3 separate regions of the Hordeum vulgare genome follow, and regions 2 and 3 are each linked to region 1. The links are chromatin contacts, called in public Hi-C and HiChIP or PLAC-seq maps. All regions are on one chromosome and are shown on one strand. The core of a region is the stretch at or near the end of the contact, and the rest is flanking DNA. Distances in the headings are between cores, read along the strand shown.

What was found. Hi-C and Micro-C count contacts between places; a contact is called where the count stands out from the background. HiChIP or PLAC-seq counts read pairs in DNA pulled down with a chosen protein or histone mark.
Region 2: a contact with region 1 is called in an H3K4me3 HiChIP or PLAC-seq map of embryo, with 4 times the contacts expected there. The contact joins the promoter of LOC123399475 here to the promoter of LOC123399478 in region 1. A contact is called at or near these places in 2 of 6 Hi-C or Micro-C datasets (leaf and seedling) and 1 of 1 datasets of contacts at active chromatin or transcription factors (embryo).
Region 3: a Hi-C map of leaf shows a contact between it and region 1, with 2.8 times the contacts expected there. The contact joins the promoter of LOC123397594 here to the promoter of LOC123399478 in region 1. A contact is called at or near these places in 3 of 6 Hi-C or Micro-C datasets (all in leaf).

Annotation. Positions count from the first base shown.
Region 1 is chr5H:480,246,327-480,249,833 of MorexV3_pseudomolecules_assembly, reverse strand. LOC123399478 reads right to left here and starts at 1,538. Exons shown (of 9, transcript XM_045093890.1): 1 at 1,289-1,538; 2 at 1-1,101. The coding sequence starts at 1,071.
Region 2 is chr5H:480,009,725-480,013,231 of MorexV3_pseudomolecules_assembly, reverse strand. LOC123399475 (cinnamoyl-CoA reductase 1-like) reads left to right here and starts at 1,950. Exons shown (of 6, transcript XM_045093886.1): 1 at 1,950-2,112; 2 at 2,833-3,002; 3 at 3,470-3,507. The coding sequence starts at 1,965.
Region 3 is chr5H:480,383,643-480,387,149 of MorexV3_pseudomolecules_assembly, reverse strand. LOC123397594 reads right to left here and starts at 1,780. Exons shown (of 1, transcript XM_045092129.1): 1 at 904-1,780. The coding sequence starts at 1,716. The coding sequence ends at 1,063.

The DNA.
Region 1 (3,507 bases), core at 289-2,788:
GGCACAGCCAAGGACGTTTGCGACAACTTCCTCTTCTGAAGGTCCTTTAGAAGTCGCTTCACAGTCGCTTCCATCCAATACTTCAGGCTCAGTAGTCAGTGCTTCTATTTGCAGCCCTTTGCTCCCATCAGCATCAATCCCAGGAGCAGATGTGCAAGAATCAGCAATCTGGTCGACATGGTCATGCACGTTGCTCCCATCCTGCTCCACCAGCTCTGTGATTGCAGCATGGTCATGGTTGCCCTCGTCGGCGTTAATCACGGGATCAGTAGTCACACTTGTGTCAGCATCATGCTGTCCAGTCACCCCCAAAACAGCTGATCCATCTGTACCTGGCTTCATGATCTCAGCAACAACCTCTTCTCCTTTGCTCTGCTCGACGCTGCCCTCAGACTCCAAGACAACGGAAACAGACTCAGCATGTCTGGGGGGCTCATCTGAACCACTGGTCTCTGCTGGAGCATTCTCTCCATCCTGCTGTTCTTCAGGAGCAACAACCTCAGTGGCAGCACTTTTCTCACTTTCTCCATCCTTGGCATTAAGCACAGATTCCACCGCAGGTGGAGCAGAATCATCTTCAGCCTCAGCATGGTCGATCCTAAGTTCTGCTGGAGCATCTTGACCATCAAGCTCTCCAGCGGCAGCAGTTCCCTGCTCCCCCAGTCCAGCTTCAGAATTGTGGCTTGCCTCCCCTTGGACTTGGACCACACCATCGTCCTCAGACTTGTCCACCACCGCGGGGCTAGCATGCCCGTTGGAAGACGGAAGGCCAACGGCGCCGTCCAGAGCGGCCAATTCCCCACCGGCGGTGGGGTGATCTCCGCCGGCGTCAGCAGCCGGGGCTGCATTGGCCCGGGGCAGATCCTCCTCCTCCGAGCGGGAATCCGCCTCGGCCACGGCGCCCACGTCCGAGCCGGGGTCGGAGTGGCCGTCGGAGTCGCCGTTGACGATCACGAAGGGGCCGCCGACCCCCTCGCGCTCCTCCCCCGTGGGGGAGACCACCTTGGTGGCCGCCAATTCCGCCTTGGGCGCCTCGCCGGCGCCGCTGCGCGCCGTCCCCTCGGCCGTCATTGCCGCACAACTGCGGATCACGCCCCGATCCTGCACGCCACAGCCAAAAAAAAAAACAGCACCCATCCCGTCAGCCCCCGCCTCGCCCGGATCACAGATCAAACACGCAATCCGCCAGCGACGAACGAACCCAGCACGAAAACGAGGCCCTCGCCGCGCATAGATTGACAAAACCAACAAAAACATAAGAGAAGATCTCGAGGCAGGGAGCACTTACAACTCAGGCCGCGGATCCGGGCAGCTCCTCTCCCCCGCCGTCCTCCCCTCTCCGCTCCTGGCGCGTCGACGGGACGGGACGGGAAGCGAGATCGATCGGCGAGACGGATCTGCGTCTACCTCTGTCCCGCGGCGTCGGCTTCCGTCGTGGTGTTGTGTTTCTGTTGCGCGCTTTGGGTTGGGTTTTGGCGTGATTTATTCCGAGGGCTCCCCTGCTCAGATCTCTCTGCGCCTCCTGCCTCTCTCTTCCTGCGGGCGCTGGCCGCGGCTACTTGTAGTGGAGGGAGGGGGAGGCGTGGTGCGGCCTGCCTGCACCCAGCCGAAAAGCAGTTCGGATATGGACCCGATCCGCAAACAAACTGCCTCCCCTACGGGTCTTTTTTATTTTTATTTTTATCTGCTCCTCTTTGTTGGGTTGGAAACAAACTCTGTATGTACTCCTCTCGCGATTTCGTGTGGCCTGCGAGGTCCTGCTTGTAAAAGGCTTTGCAGGAGGCCCCGGTGTAAATGTGCACTCTTTCAGGTGTGTTTCCAGGAGCCTAATTGTAGTTGTAACCGTGTTGCCGGATAGGGCAAGGTGATCATACACCATCCAAGGCGTGATGAGGTTCTATGGGTAGATGGTTGTGAGATTATACTTGGAATGGATTTGAATTTTTGCTTTAAACTACAACCGTTGGTTAAGCGCGCGAATCCAATCAACGGTTGCTCTTGAGTTTGAAAAAAGGTGGCAAACGCCCGCCATGCAGTCACGTGCGTCGTCTATTCTTTTCCCGCGTCGTCCGCTCGTTTCCTCTTTCAGCTTGTGTGATAGCCCATGTCGGTCCTAGGTATTTTGGACTTCATCGGTGTTCTTAAAAGTTATTTTCTTCTATGTTATCATATAGAATGAGACGATACGCATCTAGCCTATGTTGATATTTTTTAAAGAGGTGATCGATTTGTAAAACGATGTCCGTTGGTTAAGCGTGCGAATCTAATCAACGGTTACTCTTGAGTTTGAAAATTGGTGGCAAGCATCCGTCATGAAGTCCCGCGTTTCTCCTATTCTTTTCCCGCGTCGTCCACTCATTTTCATTCTTGGCTTGTGTGATAACCCGTGTCGGTCCTGGATATTTCGGACTCCGTCAATTTTATTAGAAGTTAGTTTCCTTCTGTGTTATCATATGGAGTAAGACGATACGCACCTAGCCCATGTTGATAGTTTTTAAAAAGGTGATCGGTTTGTAAAACGATGACCATTGGTTAAGCACGGGAATCCAATCAACGGTTACTTTTGAGTTTGAAAAAAGGTGGCAAGCGTCCGTCATGAAGTCCCACACTTCTCCTATTCCTTTCCCGCGCCGTCCACTCATTTCCGTTTTCGTTTTGTGTGATAACCCATGTCGGTCTTGGGTATTTTGGACTCCATCAATGTTATTAGAAGTAAGTTTCCTTTCTGTGCTATCATATAGAGTAAGACGATACGCACCTAGCCCATGTTGATAGTTTTTAAAGAAGTGATCCGTTTGTAAAAAAATGATCGTTGGTTAAGCGCGGGAATCCAATCAACGGTTACTATTGAGTTTGAAAAAAGATGGCGAGTATCCACTATGAAGTCTCGCGCTTCTTCTATTCTTTTCCCGTGTCATCCACTCGTTTTCCGCTTTCGGCTTATGTGATAGCCCGTGTCGGTCCTAGGTATTTTTTGACTCCATCGGTGTTTTTAGAAGTTATTTTCCTTTTGTGTTATCATATACAGTAAGACAATACGCACTTAGCCCATGATGAAAGATTTTAAAGAGCTGGTCGGTTTGAAAAACGACGACCGTTGGTTAAGCGCGGGAATCCAATCAACGGTTACTCTTGAGTTTGGAAAAAGGTGGCAAGCGTACGACATGAAGTCTGGCGCTTCTCCTATTCTTTTCCTCTGTCCTCCACTTGTTTCCGTTTTTTGAGTTGTGTGATAGCCCGTGTCGATGATAGGTATTTTGGACTCCATCGTTGTTCTTAGAAGTTATTTTCCTTTTGTGTTATCATATAGAGTAAGACCATACATACATAGCCCATGATGAAAGCTTTTAAATAGGTCATCGGTTTAAAAAAGATGATCGTTGGTTAAGCGCGGGAATCCAATCCAATCAATGGTTAGTCTTGAGTTTGAAAAAACGTGGCAAGCGTCCGCCATGAAGTCTCTCGCTTCTCCTATTCTTTCCCCGCACCGTCCACTCATTTCCGCTT
Region 2 (3,507 bases), core at 701-3,200, 240 kb after region 1:
TCGTCTCTTCTTTGAACAAGTTTTAGGCAATGTTGTACTACAAGAAAAACAAAACAAGTTAGCACTTCGGACACCAAAAACAAGTATGATGAACATGTATGAGATGCCACTTACTCTATCATCGTCATTTGTGCCACTTGGGTTAAGCTTGTCAACTGCCTTTTGTGCGGCCGCCCACTTTTGACAATCCGAGTTGATTGTCGACCATCGGGACTGATCTCTCGGAGTGGTCAATTCCACTCACGTTCTGAGCATCAAAGTGTTCTTTCATTCGCCCCCAATAAGCATCTCTACTTTGATCACCTCCAACGGATGGATCCCTCGACACTTGCAACCAAGTATTGCATAGTAATTTGTCATCGTTGGTGGTGTAATTGCCCGCTCTTCCTTTCGGCGCCTCGATAATGCCCTCACCCTCCTCGTCCACCTCAAACTCATGGTCGTCCAAATGGATGTCATTGGTTTGAGACCAATGCGAATTGTTGGACCCAACACCCATAGTTGACATGTATGCATCATCGTTGAGACTACAAAGTTTTGTGACAATGCAAATAAGCTATCTATATGATAATGCATTGAAAAAATAACAAGAAAGTAAAAGTTGGAATTTTTTTCACCTTGGGGGCATTTCATCGAACACGTGGTGCGCGTCCGCCGCCGGCTCAACGAGTGAGCTCGCCGGCGCTTCGGTAGACGCCGCGCCCGGCCGGCGCACTGCAACCTTCTTCTTCGGCTTCGAGCTGCCGGAGCCGTCCGTCGTCTTCTTCTTCGCGGATGTTTTTCCTTTCTTCCGCTCCAACGGTGCGGCGGCGGCACGGGACGGCGTCGGCGCGACACCACCCGTCGGCGTGGTCATCCGCGGCGGCAAGAAGAGGCTGCGCGCGAGGCCGACGGTCGGCGGAGCTCCGGCGGCCCGCCGCGCTAGGGTTTTCGGCGGAGGCGGCGGCGGCGGCTGCTGCTGCGGCGGCGGGGGGGGGGGGGGTCGCGGCTGTACAGCGGGGTCATGGTGGCAGGGGCGCTGGCGCCGGCGCGCGCGGGAGAAAGAAGGAAGAATAGGGAGAGTTCGCGCGCGCGCTCGAGTCTGCCGCGTGCCGAAGTGGACGCCCGAAATACACAGCGCGGGATGGGGCTATGACCAGCGCGCCCAAATCGTTTTAGCACGCGCGCTGGAGTCCGCGTTGCGCGCGCTATATTTACCTTTTTTGCCGCGCGGCGCTAATATAGCGCGGCTGTTGGAGATGCTCTTAAAACACGTTTGCGAAAAACGGTTTGTGTTGTATCCAGACAGATTTTTTTTAATTTAAACTATAAAATTAAATATATATATTTTATATTTTTTCCTTATCTTTTTTTCCCTATTGTCCATGTTCATAATTAGCTAAATTCGTTTCTATAAAGCCGACGAATAACGCGTGAAGCGGTCAAATACGGAGCCACCGGCGCGTTTACGACGGCTCGCCCAAAACGTTCTCGTCGTAGCTGGCTAGTTCCCGTCGTAGAGTTGTCTCAAGTCGAACTTGCTTAAGTTTGACAAAGCCTATAAAAAATATATTAACATCTACTCCTCCTTTGTCAAATATAAGTTTTTGTAGAAATTTCACTGATGATCACATACGAAGTAAAATGAATTAATATATATTTTTTAAAATATATATATATATACATCTATATATAATCTATAGTGAAAGCTACTTACATTTAAAAACGGAGGAAGAACATCACTAAATTATTAGTCTCTTAAGATTTATTATGAAATATATTCTCATATTATGTTTTTTTGATGTTATATACAATAGAGTTTAGCATATATATTTATGGAGTTGGTAAAACTTAAGCATATACATAACTTAAGACATGTTTCGAACTTTAATTATTTTGAAACAGAGGAAGCTGCTTATTTTCAGCAGCAGGCCACTACCAGCCCGTCTCTGGTTCCTTGCCGAGGTTGGGGCCCAGTCTTCTGGATGGGCTCTACTGGGCCGACGGGTCGTCTAGACCGTGGCGGCGCTGTAAAGGGAAATTCCGATGGAGATGGCGTACTTCGTCCCCGCAGGGCAAGCAGCGGCGGCGCCGGCGTCGGAGGACGAGAAGGAGCGAACAGGTGGCTGCGAGGTGCGCCACCGCTCCCTCCACGTGTTTTTGTTGCTCTCTGCACCGCTCTCCCGGATGCGTCCAAATCCTATTTTGTTTCGATGCACGCGCATTTCCTCAGTCGATTTCCACGTTTGCTACGAGCTGGCACTTTCAATTTGGCCACACACGCATCTCGGTGACCTCACCGCTACAGTGCACTGGTGGCGGCGGCGGGCAGGGGAGGGAAGATGGCACCGCCGCGGCGCGTGTGCGTCACCGGCGGCGGCGGGTTCATCGCCTCGTGGCTCGTCAAGCTGCTCCTCTCCCGCGGCTACGCCGTCAACGCCACCGTCCGCGACCCAAGTACGGACGCACCTGCCCGGCGAACTGTTCGCCTCACGCCTGCGCAACCGCCCCCCCCCCCCCCCCCCCCTTCCCCCTTTGCAGTTACAGTTGATTCAGTACCGTGTCATATGTGTGATTTGGATTTGCATTCATCCATAGTTGCAAATCGATCGGAGTTCCGTGTCCAGATGAGCTTTGCATTCATTCATGGTTGAAAATGAATCCCAGTCCTGTGTCGGTATGTGCTTCGCATTCATTCATAGAATCGTAGTGGCCGTCAATCAGTCGGGGTTCCGTGTCCGATTGAAGAAAGCAGGGCTTAATTGATCATGGGCGAAAGCGAACGGATAAAACAAAGTGCTTAGTCCACGGTTAAGTACAGCGTTCTGATTAAAGTCTGAAATGCTCTTTCAGGTGACCCCAAGAATGTCCACCTCAAGCAGATGGACGAGGCCCGGGAGAATCTGCACTTGTTCAGGGCCGACGTGCTCGACTACGACACGCTGACACGTGCGTTTGAGGGGTGTGAGGGGGTCTTCCACCTCGCCACTCCGGTGCCTGAAGATAAGATTGTTGATCCTGAGGCAGGTGTTCTTTCCAAGTGGCAACTAATGCTTCGGCGTCATAAAATCATTCCGTGTGTTACTGTAGCTACATTGTTTGGTACAGTAATGAACTTGTATTGACAGTGAAGCAGCGTTGTGAATTATACCTATTGGCACGCGTGTCATTCTTGATAGGGTGATGCATTTTCAATCCCATATAGTTTGGCATTTTTTGGTGCTTGCAAAGCTAGGCTCGCCGTAATATATGTTTGCAATACTAGCTCCTGGAGGACACTTGCACATCATATTATAGCGTTGGGAGTAATTAGTGCAATGCAAATAGTAGATTGGTATGTGCTTTGACCTTTGTGTGCTAACATTGTTTAGATTATCAAAAGTGTTAGAATTGCGAGCTGTCGGGATGCATTTCTTGTTGGCATTGTGAGTGTTGAACACTGTAGAATTGCTAGTACTCCTCTCACCGCAGTTTAAATGCATATGTGCAGTCAGAAGTATTGGCTCCTGCTGTGAAAGGTACTTCAAA
Region 3 (3,507 bases), core at 531-3,030, 140 kb before region 1:
GCTTGCAAAACGTATTTTTTAAGCCTAGATCGGGTCGGGTCTGTCGGGCTTTACCGGACTTTGCATGTTCGGGCCGGGTTCGGGCCCGATTTGTTAGGCCCGATGGTCGGACCGGGTCGGGCTCAGGCCTGAGTTTTCTCGTTCGGTCTTTTTAAAGCCCGTCCCGAAACCCGGCCCGACCCGGACTATGCCCAGGTTTAGGGGTGAGTCACAACCTCCCAATACCTAGAATGTTTTTTGGGGATCTGCAATAAGTGTCTCTTGGGATGTAGGCATTGAGGATTTGCTAGAGTTGCTCTTGGGGATCATGTTATTTTGTGTGCACTTCAACCATCTCCCATGTAATCTCCCCGCAATTATGTTTGTCTACTTTTCTCTCTTTTCTGAAAAGAGGGAAAGACTATCGGCCTTTGCATCAGGTGATGCACACGGTCATATACTATAGCATTTGCCAAGTTTTAGCACCACAATAATTTGTACATGTAAATTTTATCACAGTCTACAATTCAATAATATTTTAAATTCAAACCATCAAACATTATGATCCAAATTTGTATCATTTTTTCATACATTCCACATCACCTCACAAAATCATTACATGCAAAAATATGCTTAATTACATCGAAGGTTCGGGCAATCAAAGCTGAACTGAAGACAGAAGATTGTTTAACATTGGAGCAAACAAAAAGCTAAGCGTCAATGCAGCATTCAGATATCTAAACGGAATGCTACTCCCTCTGTTTGTAAATATAACTCTACAAAAACCTATATTTACGAATGGAGGGGAATAGGTTCAAAATTGTAGTACTTTCATGTAGGTTCAAACTTATATTTAGGGTCAGTATCTGTATATATGAGTTTTCACAATACAGATTGAACACGTGCACATCGAAGGATCAAGCATGCTGTACATATAACTCGTATGCAGTATATACACCGGTCGACCAACACAACGTATTGGACTAATTAATAACTCAATCAATCAACTAAACTAATCCATGATAACAAAAAAATTTGCTAACCACTCCCAAGAATCGAACCGTTGAATCGACACCGGGTTGCTCAGAAGTCATCGGCCTCCAAAATGGAGCTCAGCGTTGGGGTGACAGATGCACGGCGACGACGGCGAGTGCTGCTGCGGCTTCCACTCCAGCCAGTTCCCTTCCTCGCCTTCCCGGCTGGCTCATCGCCGCCGTGTTTGCCGTACGCATGGTGACGGTCCGATCCACCGTCCCGTCCGTCGATCTCGTCAGCGACAACGAGCGGCGCCACACGAGCCGCCGCCTTCCGTCGCTTGCTGTTGCCGCCGGGCACCCGGGCCCCGTTCTTGCGCCGCGGGGGTGACGCAACGCCGCTGGCGACGGCCAGCGCCGAGCTCGCTCTGGCGGCGAGCGCGGCCATCTCCGGCCCGGAGAGTGAGCGGCGGAGCGTGGACACGGGCAGCACGAAGTAGAGCCACCCGGGCTGGAGCGCCTCCTCGGCCGCAAGCGCGCGGGCGGGCACGTCGAAGCGGAGCTCGTCGGAGCTGCACAGGAAGACCGACGCGCCTGGGCGGCGCTCTTGGACGCTACCTAGGACCTCGCCCGCCGTGATGGGCGCCGTGAACTGCGCCATGGAGCCGTCTACGTCCACCACCTTCGCCGTCTTGGTGGCCACTGCCCGCCCTGACCCCGGCGCCGACGTCGACGCCGGCGAGCGCGAGACGCACGAGCCCATTTCTTCCCTCGCGATGACGTGTTCGTCGTAGCGATCGTGTGAGCAAGTGCAAAGTGGGTTGGTTGATCTGATGATCTGTTGGTACGAACCGGCGTGTGATGCAGCTTTTTATAGGTGAGAGTCAGAAACTCAGAAGCCATGGTGTGTTTATGCCATGACGCAGGCCAGTTCGTCATCCTGTCAGTGTCAGTGTCAACGGAGACAAGGAGAGTATACTTGCATTGCACTGCACTTGCAGACTTGGAGTAGTACTTGAAGGACAAGTTGTGGATGCTGGCTGCATAGTTTAGTGCTGACAAAGTCCACGCTGTCCGTGCCCGTGAAGCATCAACGTTCAAAAAGGAAATGGATAAACAACACCTATGACAACTTGTTAGCTAACTGTCAAAGTTAGGCTCCAATACTCCACCTTGTACAGGGGTTAAGATTGTTAACTAAGTAAAAAATATGATGTGACATGTTAATTAAGAAGAAACAGAGTAGTATGGTGTCCTCATAAGGAACCAATGCTAAACACGTGTACCTAAATGAAAATACAAATATGAGTCTATACCTACTTAAATGAAAAAAGCTTAGGCTCATCGTAATGGGGTATCATAGGTAGTATCATACATGTCAACTAGTCAATTTTAATAAAGTGACATAGAATTAAATGAAGAAAAAGAGGGTTAAGTATCATATCATGATACCATATCATATTAAATATTGTGCTACTACTCCTTTCGTTTTTAACTATAAGACTTTTAAGAGATTTTACTAGAGGACTACATATAGAGCAAAATGAGTGAATCTATACTCTAAAGTATGTTTATATACATCCGTATGTAGTCCTCTAATGGAACCTTTGAAAGACTTATATTTAAAAACGGAGGAAGTATGTGTCATGTAGTATCATACAGTAGTATCATATACATGATACTGCTAATATATTATAATTTCCATTATAGACAGTCATAAAGTAAGCATCAATGCATTGAAGGGTTTAGTAGGTAAGCATTTTAATGCACTTAGCATTTCATCTAAGCACTCATACATTAAAAGAGATCTTATGAGGGAGTAGTTATGCTCGGCCACGTTGTAGACTCCTAGTCGAAGGTTCGAAGAGGCTGACAGGCATAACGGATGGTGCAAGCATGGCCAGCTTAATAATTAATTAACGATGGAGACGTGACAGCGAGCAGCTTCGGAACAGAATACGCAGTACCAGACAGTGCCATGGATCGTCCGGGGTCATGGCTAATCGTGCCCATCGTCACGGCTTGCAGCAGCTGATTACGACGCATGGGTAGGGCCGGCTCTATATTTTTCGAGGTCTTTGGGCAAAGTTAAAAAATGGGTCATATAGATAATATATGTACGTATTTATGGAAATATAAACGCAAAATATAAAAGTTTACATCCGATCATACATTATTATTTAGAGACGACTATAAATAAAAGAGTAGCAAAATTTAAAAAATAATACTCGCTGCTAGTTTAATTACCTTAAATAAGAACGAAGTTCATATGAGTTCATGGACAATAATACTTCAGCGCTTTACAAAAAATCTTCTTCGGGCATTTCTAGATGCAAAATCGTTGATGAGAGTATCAAGATCAATTTTGTCCAAGACATCCTTCTCAATACAACACATAGCCAAGCCATTCAATCTGTCTTGTAACATAGTTGACCTCAAACAATTTTTCAGGACCCTTTTGCGATTGTCAAGATTATCCCATGCCCTAGGATCATATATAGATAAAAGATAATCATCTTGTTCATCAACATTCCGAGCATTAGGGGAAGGCTGC